Regions from separate parts of the Zea mays genome. Here region 1 is linked to region 2. A link is a contact called in public Hi-C data. All regions are on one chromosome and are shown on one strand. Each heading gives the region's core, a stretch centred on a gene start, on an enhancer-like site or on the middle of the called end of the contact. The rest is flanking DNA. Distances are from core to core; before and after follow the strand shown. Region 1 holds the start of LOC100284111. Region 2 overlaps LOC103634684 (serine/threonine-protein kinase RUNKEL).

The links. A called contact is a pair of places that touch in the nucleus more often than the background predicts.
Region 1: a Hi-C map of leaf shows a contact between it and region 2, with 4 times the contacts expected there. The contact joins the promoter of LOC100284111 here to the enhancer-like site in region 2. A contact is called at or near these places in 12 of 25 Hi-C or Micro-C datasets (bundle sheath, ear, endosperm and 4 more) and 1 of 3 datasets of contacts at active chromatin or transcription factors (seedling).

What each region holds. Positions count from the first base shown.
Region 1 is chr8:5,259,398-5,267,018 of Zm-B73-REFERENCE-NAM-5.0, reverse strand. It overlaps LOC100284111, which reads right to left and starts at 3,862. Exons shown (of 8, transcript NM_001412744.1): 1 at 3,561-3,862; 2 at 3,245-3,438; 3 at 1,413-1,481; 4 at 1,074-1,190; 5 at 720-992; 6 at 85-405. The coding sequence starts at 3,648.
Region 2 is chr8:5,222,577-5,229,477 of Zm-B73-REFERENCE-NAM-5.0, reverse strand. LOC103634684 (serine/threonine-protein kinase RUNKEL) reads right to left here. Exons shown (of 12, transcript XM_035961589.1): 10 at 5,748-6,901; 11 at 5,156-5,225; 12 at 3,511-4,627. The coding sequence ends at 5,873. Among protein-coding and RNA genes, the nearest start is that of LOC103634684, 19 kb to the right of the region's middle. Within about 2 kb of position 5,032, at least 11 of the 20 cell types and tissues checked have an H3K27ac peak or open chromatin away from gene starts, as enhancers often do. A contact at or near this core is called in bundle sheath, leaf and leaf mesophyll, where this site is marked.

The sequences.
Region 1 (7,621 bases), core at 2,613-5,112, 39 kb before region 2:
CATCACTGGAAATATGGTAACTTCACAAGAAGCATTACTGAATTAGACCTGTCAATAAATATATACCAAGCTATGGATGCTCACCGGACGAAGTGGAAGGCATAGATGGCTGAACATGTAATTGGACTTAGGAGTGCTCCAATCTCGAGGATGGTTATATTTACACGTAGTTCCAAATTTGCAATCGCCAGTCCTCATATAATATTGACACTCAGGCTGCCCTGGTCGCTCAGGAAATCCATGTTCTTGATGATTATTGCTCGATTGTCCAGCTGAGGAAGAATATGGCAAGTATGTACCACCATAAGCAATTGCGGTGGAAGATCCATGGTGTCCTATACCATATAATGGTCCAGCTTGAACAGTTTGTTGTGCTCCACCTGATGCCACAGGATTTACCGATGCCTGCATCAAACAGAAGAGTTAAATTTTTGGGGAGAATAGTACCTTGCTCTTTTAGTTAACAAAATAGTTTGCTCCCTATTATTTATCAAACAAGTCATCTTTATTGCCCTATATTATTTATTTTCTTGACAATGCCAAGAAATTTCAGGTAAGACATACTTGAATGTCTTTTAGATCTTGCTAGATAATGATCAACTGAGAATCCTAGACTAGCTCATGAAAGAGCTTGCTCATTTGCTTTATATCTTGGTAGAAGCTTGTTGGTAGGAACCTTTCCTTCTATCAAAATAAAGCATTTTGTCCAAATTATTTACCGGATAAGGGCTCCATCCTTGCAATGGAACCATTCCAGATGAGATCATCATTGGAGTGTATGAGCCTGGTATATATGATCCAGGAACTGCAGGTGATCTTCCCATTTGCCAATTTGGAGCATATGTATGAGGGGAGGGCACAGAAGGTGATTGTAATGGTGGATATATTCCAGGGGTCACCGGAATACCACCAAATTCTGGATGATGAAATTTACATGTAGAACCAAACTTGCATTGCCCAGTCTTCATATAGTAGGAGCATTCTTTCTCACCCTGCACTTCATTAATGTCAATTATTTTTTCCAATAATACTTAAAAAATCCAAGAAACACAATCATAGGAGAATTCTCATACCAGGCGTAGAGGGAATCCATTGTTGTTTAATATAACAGACTGCACAGATCCATCTTGCTTAGGATGGTGATATTTGCAATTGGAACCAAATTTACAAGTTCCAGTCTTCAAATAATACTATAGAAAAATAAAAGAACAGATGGTAAAGCACCAACAGTTAACAAGTCAGGCATGAATCTTTACATTCCTTTATATTTATGCACCCTGCATCTCATGGACAAGCTACACTGGGAGCATGCAAATAGTGTGCAGGAGTTGCCAGGTTAATGCTTCAATGTCTGATTGATAACCAGATTTCTAGAAAGATAGTTAAACTCATGTGTGAAGGTGTTAATGTACCTCGCATACAGGTTGGCCCTGTCGTTCTGGAAAGTCTTGTGCTGCGCCATTCTTGGCACCTCCACCAAACTAAAATTTTTGAAATAGGTTTTAAGAAGAAACTATTTATCAGCTTGGCGTTTCAGGAGAATTTTGTGAAGCCATTTGCTACGAATCTATTAGAAAACATTAGCAATTGGCAGCTAGAGATTTGGTTGCAGCAGACCTCAGATATCCTAAATCATTTAGGATCAGAAAAATGGGATCAGATCATCAGAAGCAGACTTGCAGGTGTTAACAGTAAATAATGAGTAATAGCAACACTCGAAGTTGTGATCATTTGCAAGCATTACAGGTCATAAAACATATAATTTGAAAAAAAAAACACTCGGGGTTAAAATATAACTTGCAGCTACCAAGTATAGCAGCATTTTGTTAATATAAGTCTTGGATACAAAGATGACCGCCTCTACTTTTCACAGGAACAAAAAATTGCAAACTTTTCCTAAAAACTACAAAATGGGGGAAGAAAAGGCACTCCCTATGTTCCAAATTATAAATCATTTCAATTTTTTTGAGACTCAAAGCATCTCAAGTTTGACGAGAATTACAAAGATTTATGATCTCAAATAGGTATACTATGAAAATTTAACTAATGCAGAATCTAATGCTACATATTTGGTATTATAAATATTACAGCGAATTTTAGGCTATGGTTAAAAAGATCCCCTCATCTGTCCCACGCCAAAGCACAGGCCTAAGGCTCGATCCCGGTCGCGGTCGTTTCTCACATGGGCTACGGTGCCGTTGTGTATGGGTAGGGCAGGGGTTTGGGGGTTTTCTCGACCTGTGTGGAAGGTCTTCTTCTTAATATAATGTCCGGGCTGTCTTACCCCCCCCCCCCCCCCCCCCGCAGGTAGAGTTTTTTTAAAAAATATTACTCCCTCCGGCCATCAATGTTAGACGTTCTAGCCTTATTCACATGCCCATGAGCGTTTTTCACTATGGGTTTTGAGCCCGTATTCACTTCCTCCATTCCATTTCCAATTCCCCACACCACCACATGAAGCCAAGCGACCATCGCTCCTCTCGCCAGAAGTTTGCTGCAGGGTTGTGCCGCTTGGATACCGCTGCTATTGATTGAAATTAGCATTAATTGGAATTACTTCAGCCTTGTAATCAAACAAATAACCAGGGTACATGTGTCTTTTACCACTACTCCGAAGTCCTAACTTGTCTTAGAATTGCAAGAATGTCCAACGTTGATGGACAGAGGGAGTATTATTTTATTATATAAATTTGGTTGAACTTGATATGCTTTGACTCTCCAAGAAAGTTGGATTGGCTTTTAGAAGTAAGTTTTTGTGTTGCGTCATGGCTTGTCAGGAACTCAGGATCACCATGACAACATCTAAAATGGAAAACAGGGGCTGAGCAATTGGCTTTCTACATATGCATTTATTTGGAAGCCAATAAATACAAACTAGTAGTAAATTTGAAGCAAACAAGAAAGAGAAAGGATTGTGTCTCAACCATAAAAGGAAGGAACCTCAGTAGTGCAGTTTCGAGTGAGGCAGATCAAAACTTTGACGCTGTCATCCGATGTCAAATAACAACAAGACACCATGGAGAAATCCACAAAGAGCAGTGTGCATAATCCGCTCTGGACGAACCACATTACCCAAATCGCTAGTTTCTGCGGTTGCGGTCTGATCCTCACAGGTTTCAAACGGTAACTATCTCAATTCACCGGCAGCAGCGTGTCGGACGCGGACACGGATCAGATCGGGGAAGATTGAGAAAGCAAGAGAGCGGGAAGCAGAGGCTGGAGAAAATCGTCCGCCCGCGCGCACCTCAGTGCCGCCACGATCGCGGGGATGGTTGTAGCGGCAACGCTCCCCGAAGCCGCAGGCGCCCGTGCGGAGGTAGTAGCCACAGTCCGCCTCGCCAGGCCGCTCTGGTAGCCGTGCGTTCGCCTCCTGCCCCGCCCCCAGCTCCCCGTCCTCCCCTTCCCCACCGCCGTCCAGCCCCCGCCTAAGCACCGGCCCTGCAAAAGCCACGCGTTCTCGTACCACGCGGTTACATCGGGAAGCCACCAGAGATCCGCGCGGCCGTACGCCCGGCCGGAGATCTGAACGAAACAAAAAAAAAACGTTAAGCAGGCAGCACCTTCGAGGCCGGTGCCCGGGCTTGCGGTGCCGCCCTCTCCTCCTGCTGCTACAGCGGCGACGGCCTGCTCGGCGTGCGGCGGCTCCATGGCGTCGCGGCGTCGCGGGGGCGGGGAGGGAACAGGGAAGCTCGGCGATCGGTCGGGCGATCGGAGTGGGAGGAGGAGATCGGGGGGCCTGGGTTTTTCTCTCCCTCCCGTTTCCTTTCCTTCCACCACTGTGGTGTGGGGCAGGACACTATTTCCTTCCTCTCTCTTGTCTTTGTCTAGCTATTTTTCCGCTGCCTCTGTCTCGCGCTGTCTCGCGCTTTCGCTCGCGTCGCCCGTGCGCCTGTCCGGAATAGTATTTACACGGGGTAGGTGTTCGTGTTCGTTTCACTTTTCTATTTATTTTTTAACGAGATGTTTGTTTTTTTTTTCTTTGCTTCAGTTCCTTTGCTGCTGGACCACGCTGGGCGGACCCACGTTATGTCCACTGGAGACATGGCCCCACTCATTTTTTTTGTTTACTGCATTTTTATCTTATTTATTATAACTACAAAGATTTGTTAAGACATGTTCGGTTAGTCATGGATTAAGAGAAATTTGATATGATAAAATCTCCTCCTATTTAAATTTAAATAAAAGCTGATTTAATCTACTTCAATCCAGTTAGAGATGACAATGAGTCGGATCGAATCGAGTGAAGCAAAAACCCGTCCGCGATCTCACAAATAAAGTCTATGTAAGACCGCCCGTGGTCGCACCCTTGAGTGCAATTCCAAATTCGGACTCGAACCAGTCGGTTTTGGCTCACTCACGGGGTTTTACTTAGTATATCCTTTTAAACAATAATTAAGCTATAATCAATTAAGTACTTACAATAATTAAGTTATATCTATGTATTTTAAGTCTTCTCACGTTGAGCAATAAAACAGTTTATAAATCATTGTCCAGATTATTTGTCCAAAATAATTACTATTATATTTTAACCATTTTTACGTAAAATAAAGAATGAACCAAATTTCGGATCGGGTGCGGGTCCCCCGTGGATTGAAATATAAACCCACACCCGCAAAATTTTAGGTCGGGTGCGAGTTGCACCCGCAGGTCAAAATCTTCACCTGTACCTACACCCGTTAGGTTGGGTACCTGTCAGGTTTTGATTTTACGAGTTAAATCGAACAAGCTCTTAATTAGCGTCTCTCTATTAGGCTCCCACTTAAATGTTAGACCTTCACTTATATTTTTTTTGGCTGCGTTGAGATAGCTTGGTTGTCACTAACGCTGCTTGTTGAGTCGTTTCTATGGCTTTTTTTAACATGTTGAGTATTTAAGACCCTTTGGTATAATGGTATAGCTCTTTTAAGGGCTCTTTTAATTGTTTCTTCACACAATCTACCAAACGCTTCGATGACTTCTCCATCAAAATAGGAAAGAGACGTTCATAGACACGAACGAAGCTAGGAGCCCAAGCTAGGAGCCCAAAAATGAGCCTTTTCTGGTTCTCTCCTCTTCGTTCTCGCTTCCAAAAAATAGGAGTTGCTTTTCAAACAAAATAGGATGCTACTTCACAGACTTCTCCTAAACACAAGAAAGTGTTGGCGCCAATCTAGACAGCGCCAAACATTAGGGGTGTAACGCCTGACAGTGTCCTCTGCGGCGGCACGGATGGTCCGCGGCTCTAGGCCGGACGGTCCACGATCTGGGCGCAGGAGTGACGTTTTCCTTGCGTCGCACCGGACGATCCGCGCACAGGGCCGGACGGTTCACGATGACGCAGGGTCGTCTTCCTCCTCCTCGCTGGAACCTACATCTCGCCGCTTGGTGGAAGAGATCTTAAGGCGTCCTGGATCGATAGGTCACTCGAGGCGTCCTTAGACGACGTGGGATCGCCTAAGAATTAAGAGATCAATTCGTGGAAGAGGCCTTGGGTGGATAAATAGATCTTGCCTCCCGGGAGGGGTAAGATCCTAGGGTCGTCTTGGAGTCGGCAGGCCACTCAAGATGGATCTAGACGACGTAGAGTCGAATAGGGGTGGAGGTGGATATGCGAAAGGCTATAACTAGAATTTCGCTATATCTACTCCTAGGACAGAAATGATAAAGAAAGTAATTGGTTTGATTGGAATGTGTTTGGGGTTCTCAATCGGTCGTACCCCTTTATATTTATAGGGGATGAGGTCTAGATCTATTTCTAGGAGATAGGCAACAACTCCCACGTGATTAGATGGATAACCACGCATGAGATAAAGATAATCATCTGAGTTGATCTGATCGTGGGGTCGTGGACCGTCTGGGCCCTAGGGCTGTCACTTTTGGTGCTCAACAGAAAGAAACTATTTTTTCAGATGAGCTAGAACTAGAATTGGTAACTGGTAACACAATATCCCTACAAAGAGGGGCTAAGTTTTATACGTAGTTGGTTTTATTTTCGCCAAAGAAGTGATATGTGTTATCTCTTCCAACGCCGCATGAAATGCATTGGTACATTTTTTTCCCTTTTGCATAAGAGCAGTTTTATACGTAATTGGTTTCATTTTCGCCAAGAAGTGATATGTGTTATCTCTTTGACAGTTCCACGCCGCATGAAAATGCATTGGTCCTTTTTTTCCCTTTTGCATAAGAGCATAGACGGGATAAATTAGGGGTTTTTTGTTTGCGGTTATAATCTTAAAATTTTATAATCTAAATTATTTTAAATTAAACTTTAGTATAAAATAAATTAAATTATATAATCTAGATGGATAATCTCAATCAAACCTACCTTTAAACATCTGTGCATGCACACTTCTTTAATAAATGTATGTATATTTTACCTCTTGTATATTATCATAAGTGTCTGAGTTGTCCACAAATCTCTTAGGGTTAGAGGAAATGCTCATATCTCGTCGGATTGCTTGGTTCATGGTCAGTTTGCCTCGGCTCGAATCGGCTCGTTTGAATTTTTTCACGAACTGAGCTGACATCCTAGCTCGGTTCATTAACGAGCTAGCTCGCGATAGCAAAATAGAACCATATACATATCATTTATGTAACAATTGATAAACATTATATATATATATAGTGTCTATGACCTATGAGTTAAATTAATGATTGATGAACTATGTTTATGTTAAATTGGTCTAATATAACTTTGGGTTAAATTGATGAACATGTATGTTAATTGTGAATTCATGGTGATGAGTTGTGTTAATTTGGTGTTACATTGATATGGTCTGTGAAACTATGAATATCTATACTATATTAAAGCATCAGTTTCAACGTCGTCCAGCACCATCTTTTTACAAATAACCCCTCACATCTATTTCAAATTAACCCGTTGCACGCTCGTCCCCTCCGCGCAACCAACCTCTACGGCCCAAAACACACCTCCCGCCGACCTGCTGACTGTGTCAGGCCGGACCGTTAGCCCGTCGGGCAATTTGGTTAAATCAGAGTAAAATGTTAAAAAAGCGATGCAAGAGGTGGGATTCGAACCCACGCCCTGATGGAAGAAGGGCGGGAGACACTAGGTGAAGTCATCTAACCAGTAGAATATCATGCTCAGAATTTTTTAATAAGCTGGCGAAGGAAAGTCTTGCGAAAAAGCCAACATCACCTATGCCCGAGGCATCCTCTCAAGATGATTTAGAATATATTGTTCGACATGCTTCGAGGAAACAACTATCAGAAGAGCAAATTGCCGAAGCACAACATTATGCAAAGGACCTGAAATACTCCCGAGGGTCCTTGATATATGGAGGAAACGACGAAGATGGCTTCCTTTACTATCTACCAGACAGCAAGGAGATAAATGTCTATCGGGAGATGATGGACAACATGGGATATCCGAAGCTTGAGCTTGGCCTATCTGCAATAACAAAGGACCAACTTGCAGACAACTTTGATTGTAACGGCTTGAAGGTTCGAATATTTATATTTCTGCATTTGCTGATTTTTGCTAGGCGAGTTTCCGGCAAACGATTTGTGGTAATACTTACTAATATTTGTATATTTTTTGTTTTGTGAGGGTCTAATCCTCAGCAAAGCTTTGAAAGCCCAAAAGGATGCCGAAGACGAAAGCACTCAGATAGCTTTTGGA
Region 2 (6,901 bases), core at 3,783-6,282:
TCATGAATCTTGTCCTCTGGTTCTTGCATCTGTCTGAAAGCCTTTGCAAATATGATGTCTGCTGCACTGCCTGTGTCAACCAGAACATTGTGGACCAGACTCTTGATGACACAAGATATAACCATAGCATCATTGTGAGGATAGTCTTTGAGCTGAAGATCCTCCTGGGAGAAGGTGATTGGGATGTGGGACCACTTGGATCTGATGAAGGGTCATTGCACCCCCAACATGTTGTACTCTTCTCTGCGCTTCCTTCTTCTGTTTCTTATTGGCTGGCTCTGAACTTGAACCACCCGTGATTGGGAGCACCAACTTCATGACCGAAGGTGCTACAGCTTGGTTGTTGAACGAAGCCATCGTCTCAACAGTGGAAGTGAGTTCACCGGAGGTGGGCGCCAATGTTGGGGACTTGTTCTCAAATGCTATGGATTAAGAACAAGGCAACATAAAAATTAATGATTAAAGACCTTCGTCCTTCGAAGCATTATCTCCCTTAGGATATAATGGTCTCCAGACAAAGGTTATGAAGGGCATACCTTCAGCATCTCAGTATGTAAGAATAACAGCAAGAGCATATAAGACATAGAAAGAACATGAATATTTGTATTAGACCAATAGATTATCAATGTTTACATTATATGATCAGGAATAAACATTAATGATATTGAGTTACATTAATACCTTCGGCTTGACAGAAGGTAAAAATCCGAAAATGACGTGCGAGGGATTGCAAGACAACGTGAACAGTACGGGGTTACTGTTCACCTATTTATAGGCATGGGACGCAGCCCAGTCGAAATTACATTTATGTCATTGATAACTAATTATAAACATGACACAAATTATCATGGACTAAACGGTCTTTTCCTCTTTAAGTCGGTGTCGCCCTTCGTCTTAAGGTATGTCATCATGCCGAAGCTTCCTAGATTGTAGCTTCGGTAAATAGCTTCGTGTTGTGTCTGCTTGCATATCATCCTGACGAAGGTGTTTTTGCTTGGAGGACCTTCGGTGAAGAAGAAGGCCCCCAACAGGTTCGGTCAAGCCTAAAATGCTTGCCTAGTCCTCATTGGAGTTAGCCACACCTTGGCTTGGAGTCTATTTCAACTCCTTCCTTCGTTTGCTCAGATCTGTCAATATGACAGATAGAGCCTTCCACTATGTTGATATCAGTTACAACGATGCCGTGGCTGCTTACAATCTTCTCGACAGCACTCCGGCAGAGTAACAATACGCTCAAGATTTTGCTCTAGCTCTCAGCAGCACTTCCCCTCTCTTTAAAGGCTTATAACTTCGCCTCTACACAAACTAGAGAGATACACAAGAGAGGGAGAGAAAGAATTGATCCAAATGATGTATGGACTTGTTGGCTACTCTTGTGTACTTGTTGGAGGTGCCTAGAGGTCCCTTTTATAGTCCCAAAGGGCCTAGGAGCCATTGGAGCTTCATTTGGAAGCTCCCAGCCTTCCCTGGTTGCGGGTGCACCGGACTGTCCGGTGCGCCACCAGACAGTGAACAGTAATGGATCTAATTGACAGTTTCCTTCTCTGGAAGAGCTAGCCGTTGGTGCACCGAACATGTTACTATTCACTGTTCTGTTCACCAGACAGGTTACTATTCACTGTCCTGTGCACCGGACAAAGTAACTATTCACTGTCTTGTGCACCGGACAGTTACTATTCACTGTCATGTGCACCGGACAACAACACACTAAGTGCTTTTTCCTCCATTCTTTCTCCGTTTGACTTCAACTTTTGGGAGGATTTTCCTGACACTTAAACAAACACATTTAGAGTATAATCCAATTGACTTAGTCCTAGAAACTTACCTCTTTCTTGTTCTTCTCCTAGCTTTTCTATTTCTCCTCAAGCAGAGCTCAGAATGGCACTTCCTATACAGAAAGAGTTAGAGAGCAAACCAAAGCACCAAACTTGTAGTAAGAGGTGTATGCAACATGGTTGAACACTCAAACCTTACATACTTAACCTTTTTCATTGTTTTACCCAATTTGGCATGTTTGAGGTTGATGTTGGACTCTAAACTATCAAGTCAACTTGACTTGATCTAGATTGACATATCTGAGCTCCAACCCCCTTGTTCACTTCTCGAGCTTGATCTTGAGCCTTATGACTTACACCACATAATTGTAGATGTTACCTCATTGGTTGTAAGTCATGTCCTTATATAGTGATCCTTGATGCACCATAACTCTTCTTAACTCGATCAACTTTGACTTTGCAAGTCTTCTTCTTCACCCCTGGCTTTGGGTTCCTGGTCTCCTTGGCCTTCTCCCGTGCACTCGGTACCTCGAAGCTTTTCTTGCCTCCATCCTTGGCTTGATCGGTTGTCTCTGAGTTACGCACACCGAGTCTCACTTAAGCAATGTTCATCTTACTTGTGATGTCCAATATCTATAGATAATCTAGTCTTTGGACCATCACACTTGTTCACTTGTGTTGAACCCTGTTAGCTTTGCATTAAGCACCTGTTCAACACTTAGCACACTTGTTAGTCTTTTAATTGGATTGTCATCCAAACCACCAAAATCCACAAGAGAGCTTTCAGTTTCTGATCGTGACACGTACATAGTTCACATTCGTTTTGTCTTCCAAAACTGGGTGTGACAACCGTGCTTCCCGCGACCACCATGTCCCGACACCACGGCTCAAGGAGGCGCGGCTTGGTCGTGACGATGTGGTGGGATGCCGATAGATCGACAGGAGCGATCGTCGGGGAGAGCCGTGTGACCTAGGGGCGAAGGGGTGATGCAGATCAGGTGGAGTGGCAACCACCATGGCATGGGGGCTTGCTTCCTGGGGCCACCATGCATGTCTCGGCACCATAGCCTAATGAAGAGTGGCATGCCTTGCGGTTGCCACGACGCAGAGGGACGTTGATAGATCAGCGAAGGCGACCATCTGGGAGAGCCATGTGGCTTGGCGGCGAAGGGACGACACGGATCGGTCGGTGGAGGCGTGGCGGTGAGATCTCTGATCTAGTAAAGCATGACGACGACCAACGATGACGAGGAACGACATGATCAAACTGATCTGTCGGGCATCCTATAGTGGCAACGATCGTGGAGGATCGGTGGGACCCGCGACACATCATTCAAGGGTGTTGCCTCTAGCGGAGATGGATCTCCCTAGGGGCAGCGGAAGTCGGAGGCCAAGGGATTCAAACTAAACTCGTGAGTCGTGATACCATGAATGAAGGAGGGATTGTGTATAATGCATGGGAATGGGATGGTGGGATGTATTGCATTGAGTCCCTAGCTTGAATATATAGGAGTAAATGGCTTGGAGATAAGGAAGGTTATCTCGGGATTGCAATGAATCTAATCAATCATAAACTAATCATATCAAGAGCTGCCTAATGTACTCTAACAGATAAGGAATGTTATTTCAGGATTGCAATCAATCCAATCGATTATAAACAAAACATATCAAGAGTTGCCTAATATACTCTAATAGATAAGGAATGTTATTTCGAGATTGCAATCAATCCAATCAATTATAAACCAACCATATCAAAAGTTGCCTAATATACTCTAGCACTCGGAATACATACGTGATGATTACAGAGATACTATTATATGCGACGAACTGCACAAGATCCCATAGCCACATACACATACATATGTATCCGAGATGATTACGGAACAACAAATGCTAGCTAACTATAGCCGGCAAATATACGTATACAAGAATGCGATGTGAGCCATGACAACTAAGCATGCCTTTCGTTTAGACTCCAGATCAACGAGACATCAAGGCGCTGGAGAATGGATGACAACGAACCTCTGTACCGATCATACACGCACGCACGCAGGCAGAGAGAAGAGAGCTGGGACTCGACCAGCTAGCTGGGCGTGCTCTCAGAAGAAGCCGCGGCGGCGCGGCGGGGGCAGGAGGAGGGCGACGAACGCCAGGACGACGACGGCGACGACGGCCAACGCTATGAGGATGTTCTCGTCGACGATGAGCAGGCACACCTTCTTCCCCATGGTCGCAGCACGGAGCCTGGTGGATGGCGATGCAGGCGGGCTAGTAGTATGGTATTGGTATCTACACGTCGTCCGTCGGCTTTGCTCACATGCCTGGATGGGGGAGTTTCCTTGTTGTAGGCTGTAGCTGCAGAGGTCTCTGTCTCTCTGGGTCTGGGTCAACTGCTCTACGGAAGCATTTTTTCTAGTGGAGCTTCGGGTCCGTCGCGGTGCCATGGACCTTCGTTCCACAGGGAATTACGTACGTATCAAATTTGGTATTCTGGCGTTGTCAGTGTGAATTGATGTTCTGGCTCATGGACTAGAGGTCGGTACAACGGCTACAAGTTGCAGCAGGGGTTTGAACTTTGAAGAGACCCGGTGCATCCTTGGTCACACACACACACCATTTGAATCATCAACTTGATAATGCACCAGTTGTACTTGTTTTTGTAATACAACTTTACATCCTTTAATCGACCTACATCTTTATCACCTGGCCTCACCAAACAAGAACCGTAGATTTCATTGAAGTAAAATGCAGTGAATTATGACTTGTGAGCTACTCACATGCCCCAAGGCCTCTTGTCAGTAAGCTTAAGGTTCAAAACTTCAGAGTCGTGTCTCGTCCGGGTTCGGTGATGGCTGCAGATAGGTCAAATAATACATTTTACTTCGACATACATCAGCCTTAAACAAAACCAGGCTCAATACACTCTTGGACGGCAATATGTGGTTCATCCAATAATTTACTAGGCGCCTAGCCTTCAGTCTAGACTAACAGTTTAATTTGGTAACTGCATCTTTCGAGTGCTCGTCTCTTCAAATTATGACCAACCACACCACCAAAGAAAAATATGATCTAAATCGCACAGCAAATTTCGGATGAAAAATTTCCAAGCCACAAACAGCGCAGACCTATAGCCTATAGGCAGGTCGTTCTCGAGGGCCAATTTCTCTTCTAAAAATGACAGCGAAAGCAGACGACACCACCACCACGACCCGCGTATCGGTTTTCTTTGTACAGTCGCTTTACAAGTCGTGACAGATACAGTGCATAAGGAAAAGTCTGTACCAAATCTTTGCAAGGAATAATAAAGACCACATGGATATGGGCCACATGGCGAGTCAAATGAGCCATGACGAAACATAAGGACAAAGTTTTCGTCTTACCATATTGACCATTGGTGCGATGCCTTCTTCTGCCAGTTAGGAGTGGACACGCATGCAGAGAAAAGTAAATCTGCACAAAATTTGCTGTCAAAGGCTGTAGAACTCGGAAAGTGCACAACTGAACTAAAGCAGGCAACAACAATCGACAAAATAGCCAGTTACCACGAATTTGCGCAAAATAAGATAGGAAAATGCTTCGAAATGGGCCACGTTATCACTATTGTAAAAAGTAAAAAAAAATACACAATAGTACCAAAGATTCAGGAGCTATGGGGAACTCTTTAACAGCTACATGGAACTTCACAGGAATTTATAAATGTACACATGAAATTGGACTACAGTATTCTCAATAAAATTACAGGTACTACAGAATTACATGAAACTGAGGTAATTGCCAACCAAAATTGGCGGGGGAACGAAGTGTTCTTTTGCTTCTAGCCACCTTCAAGGTATTGTTCAAAAGCGCCATATACAGCAGCCCCGAAATGCACATAAATGATAGCATAAAACACCCTCGCACCCTGCACATCTACGAGCGGAAAGTGTCACTTGGCCATTGAGGCAACTGAGATCAGCCACTGATGTAAAGTACCTTCACTTGATGACGTCCTGCTCACTTGCTCAGCTCATCATGTACATGGTGCACGAAGGATGAAGGAATACATGCGCATCCTTGAACAATAGCAGCCAACCTGCCTCCTTGGCCAAGTTGCACCTTCAACCACAGCGAGGTAAGCGCTGCAGTTCGGCGCTCAAATAAGAAGCAGCATCAGCAAGAAGGCTATCATTGGAGCCCTTGAAAACTGAAACAAGTGCTTCAACTCGCATCAAAGCTGGCACTGATATTGACAGGATCATTCCCTGGGCTAAGTATTGTCTGCATGAGAAGGCTAGGCCATATAATAAGCGAATCAGACATCGGTGGCTGTCATGCTTCAGCAAGTCCATGACAGTGCTTAATTTAGGAAGACTTGTCAACAAGCCCACTGTAGCCTCTCGAGGTGCTGCCTTGAGCAACAACACTACACAATCTGATGCTAAATCACTTATCTGCGGATCTGAATTGCCAACTAGCTCAAGAAAAATACCCATGTTGCCACCGAAGTCACATATATCCATGACACAAGTTTGTTGATCAACAGCAATACTCATGCTGAAGGCACTGTCAAGAAGAAGTGCCGGGTTTTTGGAGAGGGCGACACTTCTGTTGCTGCCAGTGCCACGAATAATAAAAGCTCTGCAAAGTTCCAGGGTTGGTTCAAGAAAATCGTCCATGTCTTTTGCAGCAACAAACTCGAGTAGGTTCCCTATTCTTCTAACAACTTGAAGCTGAGAAAGAATATAGGTGTCCATCTCAGGTGCAGATACCAGGGCAAAGCAAAGCTTGACATTGCTTACATTTGCATTTGAAAGATCTCCTAGCAAAAATTCAAAGCACTGGGATACTGTTGCTTTGTGCAGAATATCAGAGACTTTTACACAACCATGTTCCATTAGCATTACTAGCAGTTTTTGTGCATATATGGGTATGGGATCTTCATCCTCTGCAAAAGAAGGGTACAGTGGTAGAAAATGCCTCTGAGAGATTGATTTCAGATCAGTTATTGTTTGTTCGTCAGAAGTTAATGAAGAATCACTGAAGATCACAATCATAACATCTGCGAGTATCTTCAAACAAAGAAATCTGGCATCACCATCTTTATTGCCCTTGTATAAGACAGATAAGCTTGGAATGATACGACTCAT